Linked DNA regions of Triticum aestivum: region 1 is linked to region 2. Evidence: chromatin contacts called from public Hi-C data. All regions are on one chromosome and are shown on one strand. Each heading gives the region's core, a stretch centred on a gene start, on an enhancer-like site or on the middle of the called end of the contact. The rest is flanking DNA. Distances are from core to core; before and after follow the strand shown.

Region 1 (4,181 bases), core at 399-2,898, 840 kb after region 2:
GCAACAAGACCGTTGTTGCAAAAAAATCGCACCAAGACCTCTGTTGCAAAAAAATCCACAACAATACCTTTGTTGCAAAAAAATCTGCAACACAACCTCTGTTGCAAAAAAATTATGCAACTCTGCAACAAGGCCTTTGTTGTAAAGTAGAGAAAAGAAGTTCACCTTGCTAGATCTGTGTTAGATTCGACGGCTCGCGAGGCGGCGGATCTTTTTCGGCCGGCCTACGCGTAGCAGCCCCCATATTCTAACTAAATATATTAGAAAAAATAAATCGACATATTTTTTTTGAAAATGTTTACAAGCATTCGAAAAATGTTAAATATGTATAGAGAAAATGTTTATTACATATACAAAAAATGTGTATGATGTATTTTAAAATGTTAATCAAGAATTTCTAAAAAAATTCAAAAAGTGTTTGAAAAATGTTAATGAAGCATTTGGAAAATGATAAATGTGTATAAAAAAATATTGACCATGTATTAAAAATATGATGAAAAAAGTTTGATAATGTATATAAGAACGTTCATCAAGCATTTCAAAAAACAATATTGAACTAGTATTTGAAAATGGTTTATCAAACATTTGAAAGAATGTTAAATGTGTATAGAAAAACTGTTCAACATGTATAAAAAAGATGAAAAAATGTGATCACGCATATTAAAATGTTAATTGAACATTTAGAAAAATGTTGAACAAGTATTTTAAAAAATGTTAATCAAGCAGTTGTAAATGTTAATTGTGTTTCAAAAAATGTTGACGATGTGTTCAAAGAATGTTAAATATTGCATTTAAAAATGTTAATTAAGCATTTAAAAAATGTTAAACGTTCTTAGTAAAAAATGTTGACCATGTGTTAGAAAATTTTAATCAATTATTTAAAAATGTTTAAAAGTGTTTATAGGAAAAGTGTTGACCAAGTATTCAAAAAATATTAATCTTGTGTTCAATAAATTTTAATCAAGCATTTGAAAAATGTTAAAAATGTGTATAGAAAAAATGTTGACCATGTATTAAAAATATTAAATTTCTATTGGAAAAGTGTTAAACGTGTATTAAAAAATATGGTTGACGTATAAAAAAAGTGTATAATAAAAACCAAAAGAAACAAAGAACCCCAAAAAATGAAAAGCGAGAAAGAAACAAAATAAACCAAAGAAAAAAGGAAATGCAAAATCTGATATAAAAACAATGAAAGAAACAAAGAAAAACAAAAAGGAATAAAACAAAAAAAGAGAGAAGATGTAACAAAACCAAACAAAAAACAAAAGAAAATGAGAAAAGCGAATAAAAATGAAGAAAGAAGAAAGAAAATAAAAAATTCAGTAAAAACAGGGAAAAAGAAACGAAGAAAACCTGATGAAAAAAGAAAAGAAAACAGAAAACCTGTGTAAAAAACCAGCTTTTTTCATTCTAGTAGGTTGCGCCCAAGTTATTCAACATGAACTCGATCTTGGCTCAGTGGCTATCCGTGCGACGAAGCAACCTAGAGATCCCAGGCTGGATCGCTAGTGGGCTGAGCCGATTACTCGTGACGCTTCAGTGAGAGATCCATATATCTCGCTGAAGGAAATTCCTATTTGACGCATTCTGTGTCAAAGTGTCGGCGCGCCGCACACCCCTTCAACTGATTTGGGCCGGCCTTTTTACTACCTGTTCGCTGTCTCATTTCCTTCCTCCGTGCGGCTCACTGTTTCTTTCTTTCGTCGCTCCAGAGATGCCTCCCCCTTCCTCTTCCTCATGCCGCATCCCTCTTCCTCTTCCTCCCTCGTGCCGCACTCCCCTTCCTCCCTCTTCATCTGCTTTTTCCTCCAGGGATCCCACTCCGGCAAAAGATCGCCGCCCTGGTAAGCAGCCGATGGGCCTCTCTCCCCTCGATTCGTCTGAGGCATCGCCGATCAGATCTGGCTGACGTCGTCGCGATGGATGTTTTTTTTGCAGGTGGTCAGTGCCTCCTCGTCGGCGTCGGCGTCGTTTAGGGTTCCTTCAAGGTCGGGGTCGTCTAGGGTTCCATCAAGCTCCGTCAAGTTCGTCATCTTCAAGGTAATGCCCCTAATTCCCCCCGCTGTGTTGTTCGTGTTCTCTGTGTGTGGTATCACCAGATCGAGGCGATTTTTGTCCCATTTGTGTCGGTCCAGCGTTTCTAGGGTTTGTAGGAGGTTTTGGTGGCAGCAGTGGAGCGATTTTTTCATTCTGATTTGGGTGAATCTGAGGCTAGACAAGAGGGTTGCCTTCAGAATTTGGATTCAGGGTGTGAATGCAGCATAATGATGGTAGGAGGGTGTCTGTTCATGTGCTTCCTCAGAGTTTGTGTGTGTGTGTGTGTGTTGATGTTGATGATGATAGGTGTGTTTTTGTAGGATGATGCAGAAGTCCTCATCTCTTGATTATATGTTTTGTTAGTTTCTGTGATGTGTAGCAGCATGATGGACACTTGTTAGGATGTATTTTGTCGAGAAGCAAGCACCTATCAATATTTTAAGCTCCAAGGAATAACATTTTCATAGAGCCATTCAGACTGTTTGTTGTATGGTTCTGCGTGCGTGCGTGCCTGCACAAAATGTTAATATATAATGGAGCCCATACCGATGTAATAATGGTCCAGATACTCAGCTTTTCCTCTTTGTGCTGTTCATGAATAATAATGTTTAGAATTCACATTTGTTCTGCGTGCGTGCCCATACCGACGTAACCAAAAGAACAGTCTGAAGTTTCTGTAATGTGTTTATTTGTATTCATAATGTGAATTGTTTGAGCTCAACATTGAACTAGTTTGGCACACACCACGACATTTTTTTTGTTTTTCAGTTTAAGCTCAAAATTTGCTATGTCTCTTGTCCTTCTTCTGCAGAAGTATTCCATCGGTACAGCAGAGAGAGGACAAGGGGCTCATCAAGGCACGCGGTGCTAGGAACTTCCATTCGACGGCCCCACTGCTTATTCGACATCCTATTTCAAAACAGTCGTGGTGAGCTCTTGGTCTGAGCTCATGGTCCATCGATTTTTTTTCTATGTATATATCTGTGCACTGTAGGCCAGTGTTCGTTTTTTAAGTGATAGTAGGTGATGTGACTATAGTTTTTGATATAGGACGTTAACCTAGTAATACAAGATGAAACTTGCAAGATGTACACATATTAGGTTGATACTTTTTGTTGATGCCGAGGAAAAAATATTTGACTTGAAGAACATTTTTAAACTTCAGAGAACATTATTTATTAGGGAACAATTTAGTGTTTTTTTAGAACATTATTGAAGGAACATTATTCAAGCAACAACAAAAAATTCTTCACCCCAAGGAACATTATTCAATTATCATCAGAGCAATACTTGTCCCCCCAAATAATGTTCCTTTAATAATGTTCCCCAGTTAAATGTTCATTTTTTTATTAACCAGGGAATTATAGTTCCCCTACAATTTTTGCTGATTAATGTTCCTTTAATATGTTCCCCAAATATTGTTCAACTTTTTTGTTCCCCCAATAATGTTCCCTAAATAATGCTTCTTTAATATTGTTCTCCAAAATGTTCCCCAAATAATTGTTAATGCCGAGGAAAAATTATTTGACTTGAAGAACATTTTTAAACTTCAGAGAACATTATTTATTAGGGAACAATTTAGTGTTTTTTTAGAACGTTATTGAGGGAACATTATTATATTCAGAATGCAGTAAAAAAATTCCTTGAAGAATGTTCCCTCATTAATGTTCCTTTAATAATGTTCCCCAAATAAATGTTCAATTTCTTTTGTTCCCCTATAATGTTCTTTGAAGAATGTCCCTTTAATAATGGTCTCCAATTAAATGTTTATTTTTCTTGTCCCCCCAATAACGTTCCCTGAATAATGTTCTCCAAATAATGTTCCCTCATCAATGTTCCCTTAATAATCTAATTTTTGATGTTCCCTCAACAATGTTTGAACTATTTTGTAAGTGCTAAGCAATTTTTTATTGAGGGAACATTATTCATGGAACAATTATTTATTCAAGCTTCGGAGAACATTGTTCAACTAATTTCTTTTGGCACCCAGGAACATTTTGCAACGAACGTTATCCAGGGAACATTATACAGTTATCATTATTTTACAGAACACTATTCAAGGAACATTTTTTCTAGTGACATTATTTGTTGATGCCGAGGAAATATTTATTTGACTTGAAGAACATTTTTATACTTCAGAG
Region 2 (4,222 bases), core at 605-3,104:
CCTCTTCGGGGAAAATCCCAACGCTGCTCACAAGTAGCACGGGTACACAAATTACTGTTGGGAAATTGATAGAATAGTGCATAGTTATGATGTTATTCATGGCATGATAAGTACATAGGCATTACATCCGTGACACGTAGACCGATACGATACTACTATTACTCCACTTCGAGAGCGCTTTTATGCTTGCCTCTCTAGGTATTAAGTTCATGACAAACAGAGTAATGCATGAAGCATGATGACATAATGTAGACATAATAAAACTAATCAATATGATCAAACCCCGTCGCTTTATCCTTAGTAGCAACAATACAATACATACCTCGCTACCCCTCCTATCACAGAGTGAGGACACCGCAAGATTTAAACTACCACAAAGCACATCTCCCACTGAAGATAAATCAATCTAGTTGGCTAAACCAAACGGATAGATTGGAGAGAAATACAAAGCTATAACAATCACACATAGTAAAGTTCAGAAATAACTCAGTTACTTTTAATGAACAATCTGATCATAAACCCACAACTCATCGGATCCCAACAAACGCACTGCAAAAAGATTACATCGAATCGATCTCCGAAGAGAACATCGTATTAAAGATCAGAGAGAGAGAGAGAGAAGAGCCATCTAGCTACTGCTATGGACCCATAGGTCCTGTGGGGAACTACTCACACATCATCGGAGGTGCAACAAGGTTGATGTAGAAGCCCTCCGTGATCGATTCCCCCTCCGACAGAGTACCGGCGGAGGCCTCCAGATGGGATCGCGGAAGAATAGAGGCTTGCGGCGGCTGAATAATTGTTTCGGGTCTCGCTCTGTTTTTTTTTTGCAATATTTGAGAATTTATAGCAGTGGAATTAGGTCAGACGGAGCCACGAGGGGCCCACAAGACATCAAGGCGCGCTTACCCCCCTGGGCGCACCCTGTTATCTTGTCGTCTCCTCGGCTGGCTTCTGGTCCTCTCCCGAAACTTCTAGGGTCCCTCCTGGTCCAGAAAAAAGTCATTTTTTTGGTCATGTTTGGACTCTGTTTGGTAGGGATTTTCGGTAAAACCAAAAACATTCATAACACAACAACTCACACTAGGCACTGGGTTAATAGGTTAGTTCCAAAAAAATATAACATTGCATATAAAGCATACAAGATTGATAATATAATAATATGAAATAATAAAAAATTATAGATAAGTCGAAGATGTATCAGTGGCCGGCTCCAAAGCCGCTTTCGCCTTGCCCATGGCGCGCATTGCGAGTCGCCGAGTTGATCTTCCGGGCGGCCGCCACCATTGGATCCTCCCGCTTCATCTCTGGTAACAATACAAATGGATCCATGTGGCGGCGGGCGGTGAAAGGGGCTGGAACGTGGGTAGATGATGGTGACGGTCAAATGGAAAGGGTGGGAATGTGCGGGCTTTGGCGCGAAACAGTGCGGGTATGGCCAATGTCCAGGCTCCGGATAGGGTCTTGGGCGGGCGTCGGAGTCCTACGTGATGGAGATCCGGACTCCCGCAAACATCCCCTAGCTCTGTATCCAATTTGCAAAAAATTATACACCCAGACGCGTAGCCGGACATTTACGGCACCACGATGGATCGAAAAAACATTCAGACATATTGATTTGGACGTTTTGCGGGCGTTTTAGATTCAGTTCTCTGTCATTGATCTTACATGAAAAATCGTGTGAGTATCTTTTTTATGCTCGATTTAGATGTGCAATAAAGCACTTGTACGTCTCGATTACTCAGTTCGAGCTCCATAGCACACGTGGACGAGACTGGCCAGTCCATCTCGTGGTATCTTTTTTCCTCTCTTATTATAGACCCATATCGTGGTATCTCGCGTTGCGTACCCGCAGCCCACGCCATCCCCCCCTTCCCCAAGCGTAGACATCTCGCACGCTCTTCTCCCCCACTGCAGCACGGCTCCGCTCGCGACGCGGCGGCGGCCGAGCCTCCTCCCGACCAGGAGACGATAAATCGGGGAGAAGAGAGGAGAAATACCCCAAGCTAAATCGCTCCGCGAAGCTCAGGTTAGCAGCCCCCCCGCCCCCTTCCGCGATCTACACAAGCAAGCTTGAAGAACCCGGATCTCGCTTTATTCCTTAAGTAGATTATTCCTCGCGAGTCGCAGCGATTATTTTGCCGATCGGCGGTGAAAAGAAATTAGTATAACCCTTTTGAAGTACTGGAAACTCGAACTGTTCTGGAAGTTTGGGTTGGTCCGAGGGAACAAATGGTAAAGAAATCAAAGGAATCGACTTTGTTTCCATTTCTGCCGCTGATACTCTGGCTGATGAATTGCCAGAGCAGCGATACATACAGCTTCGGACCATCAGATCTTACCGGAGCCTCATTTCTTGGATTGGGCTGGATTCAAGGAGTAGTAGTAGCTTTTCAAATGCCTCAATGGTGTACTACCTCCGGCCGGGTTCATTAGTCCTCTCGTATTTTGTCAAATTCTGACTGTAAATTTGATTGATAAAATACTCTCTCCGTTCCGAAATACTTGTTCATTTGAACTAAAACCATGAGAAGTATTTCGGAGCGAAGGAAGTATGTAGTAAAAATAAGAGGATCATTCGAAACTTCTTTTGAATAAGAATTTATTGATATAAATTTTATAATATTTAACTTAAATTTTGCTAGTTAAATCTATGGTCAAAATTTGACACAAAATACAATGGGAACTGGTAAAGCTGGACGGAGGTAGTACGGCACTGTTATGCCTCTACCCCGGGCCACTGTCGTCTTTAGCGACAACGTCAGTGCGGTCTACATGTCTACGAACCTGGTTCAACAACCGCGACTGTTGTTGAACCGGGTTCGGACCGCGCTGACGTTGTTGCAGAAGACGACAACGACCCGGGGTAGGGTGTGTTGCAGTTCTGACATGAGTTGACGACGGCTCGGTTCTCGGCTTCAGTGCTCTATCGAGAACCACTTCGCCCGCAATTGCGTTGCCCTTGGACACATTCGTGTGCTCCATGTGCCTTCCTTCTGACAGTTCGCCGACATATTCACCAATGGGCGGCCGCCCCCCTTGTTCTTGGACTTCCAGTCCAGCGTCAACATCTGAAAATCTCCCGTTGTGTCTGCGGGCCCCGGCGGGGGGGGGGGGGGGGGGGGGGTGGGGTTATTCTGTTATCCCTTACCATATTTAGCGCATGCGCAATTAGAGACATCAGGCCATTATGTAGGAAGATTGTAACTGGAATTATTTTCCTGTACGTCACGTGCAATCCGCTATATATAGAAGGTCATGATTGTGGCATGTATTCTCAAACTTTCAGGCACTAGTGACTTTGCTGATAGGTACACAAAACTTTGGAGAGCATCGCCCATGCGGCGGCGTTAATGAATGAAGATGCAATACTGAATTGGCTGTGTTGCACTGTATATACACAGTTACATACACACTTAGATGTCCTGGTTCCAACAGTTCAATTAACTCTGTCCTCTTTAGCATTTTGAGCTTCTACTTGCAATGCATCCAGTTCCTAGTTACCCAGATTACTCAGTTACATCATAAGCAGCAGGCCTTAGTAATTCACACCTTTAATTTCCCTGCAGATATCAACTTGAAGTCACCTCCAGCCTCCTGCTTCGCCATAAAGTATTGTTCCTTCTCTCAGTTGCACCATCTATAACTTGAATCTTTCCTATGATGACAAACGTTGGTGTGCTGCATTTCTATTTCGTGATCATTTGCTATATACTTCAGTGCGGGAGAAGGATGCCTGCTGGGAGTACGGCGACAAGCTAGACGGGAACAGGGTCCGGTGCAGATTCTGCCAAAAGGTTATCAATGGTGGAATAAGCAGGTTCAAGTTTCATCTGTCTCAAATTCCGAGCAAAGGCGTCAACCCTTGCGTCAGGGTGACTGATGATGTCAGGGAAAAGGTGATCGCTCTCATAGAAGCCAAGGAATCACACAGGGAGCTTGAGCTTCTCAAGAGGAAACGTGTTGCTGAATTGTCAGTGCTTCCGAAAAGAACACGGGAACTTCCATCTCAGCCTTCCTCCCCAGGGCTGCCTACTTCGCCGCCTATTATTCCTGCATTCGAGCCGAGTCAGCTCCTTGGCCTGGAAGTGCCTGCTCCGGTACTTAGACTGTCTAGTGCTGCCACCAAGCCCCGTCCGGCTTCGGGATTGGAAGTGGAACGGTGCATTGCTGAATTCTTTTTTGAGAATAAGTTGGACTATAGTATTGCAGACTCCATTTC

What was found. A called contact is a pair of places that touch in the nucleus more often than the background predicts.
Region 1: a Hi-C map of leaf shows a contact between it and region 2, with 7 times the contacts expected there. The contact joins the promoter of LOC123077810 here to the promoter of LOC123077805 in region 2.

Annotation. Positions count from the first base shown.
Region 1 is chr3D:123,858,503-123,862,683 of IWGSC CS RefSeq v2.1, forward strand. LOC123077810 reads left to right here and starts at 1,649. Exons shown (of 11, transcript XM_044500140.1): 1 at 1,649-1,847; 2 at 1,942-2,043; 3 at 2,852-2,968.
Region 2 is chr3D:123,022,327-123,026,548 of IWGSC CS RefSeq v2.1, forward strand. It overlaps LOC123077805, which reads left to right and starts at 1,855. Exons shown (of 4, transcript XM_044500133.1): 1 at 1,855-2,029; 2 at 3,570-3,612; 3 at 3,721-4,222. The coding sequence starts at 3,612.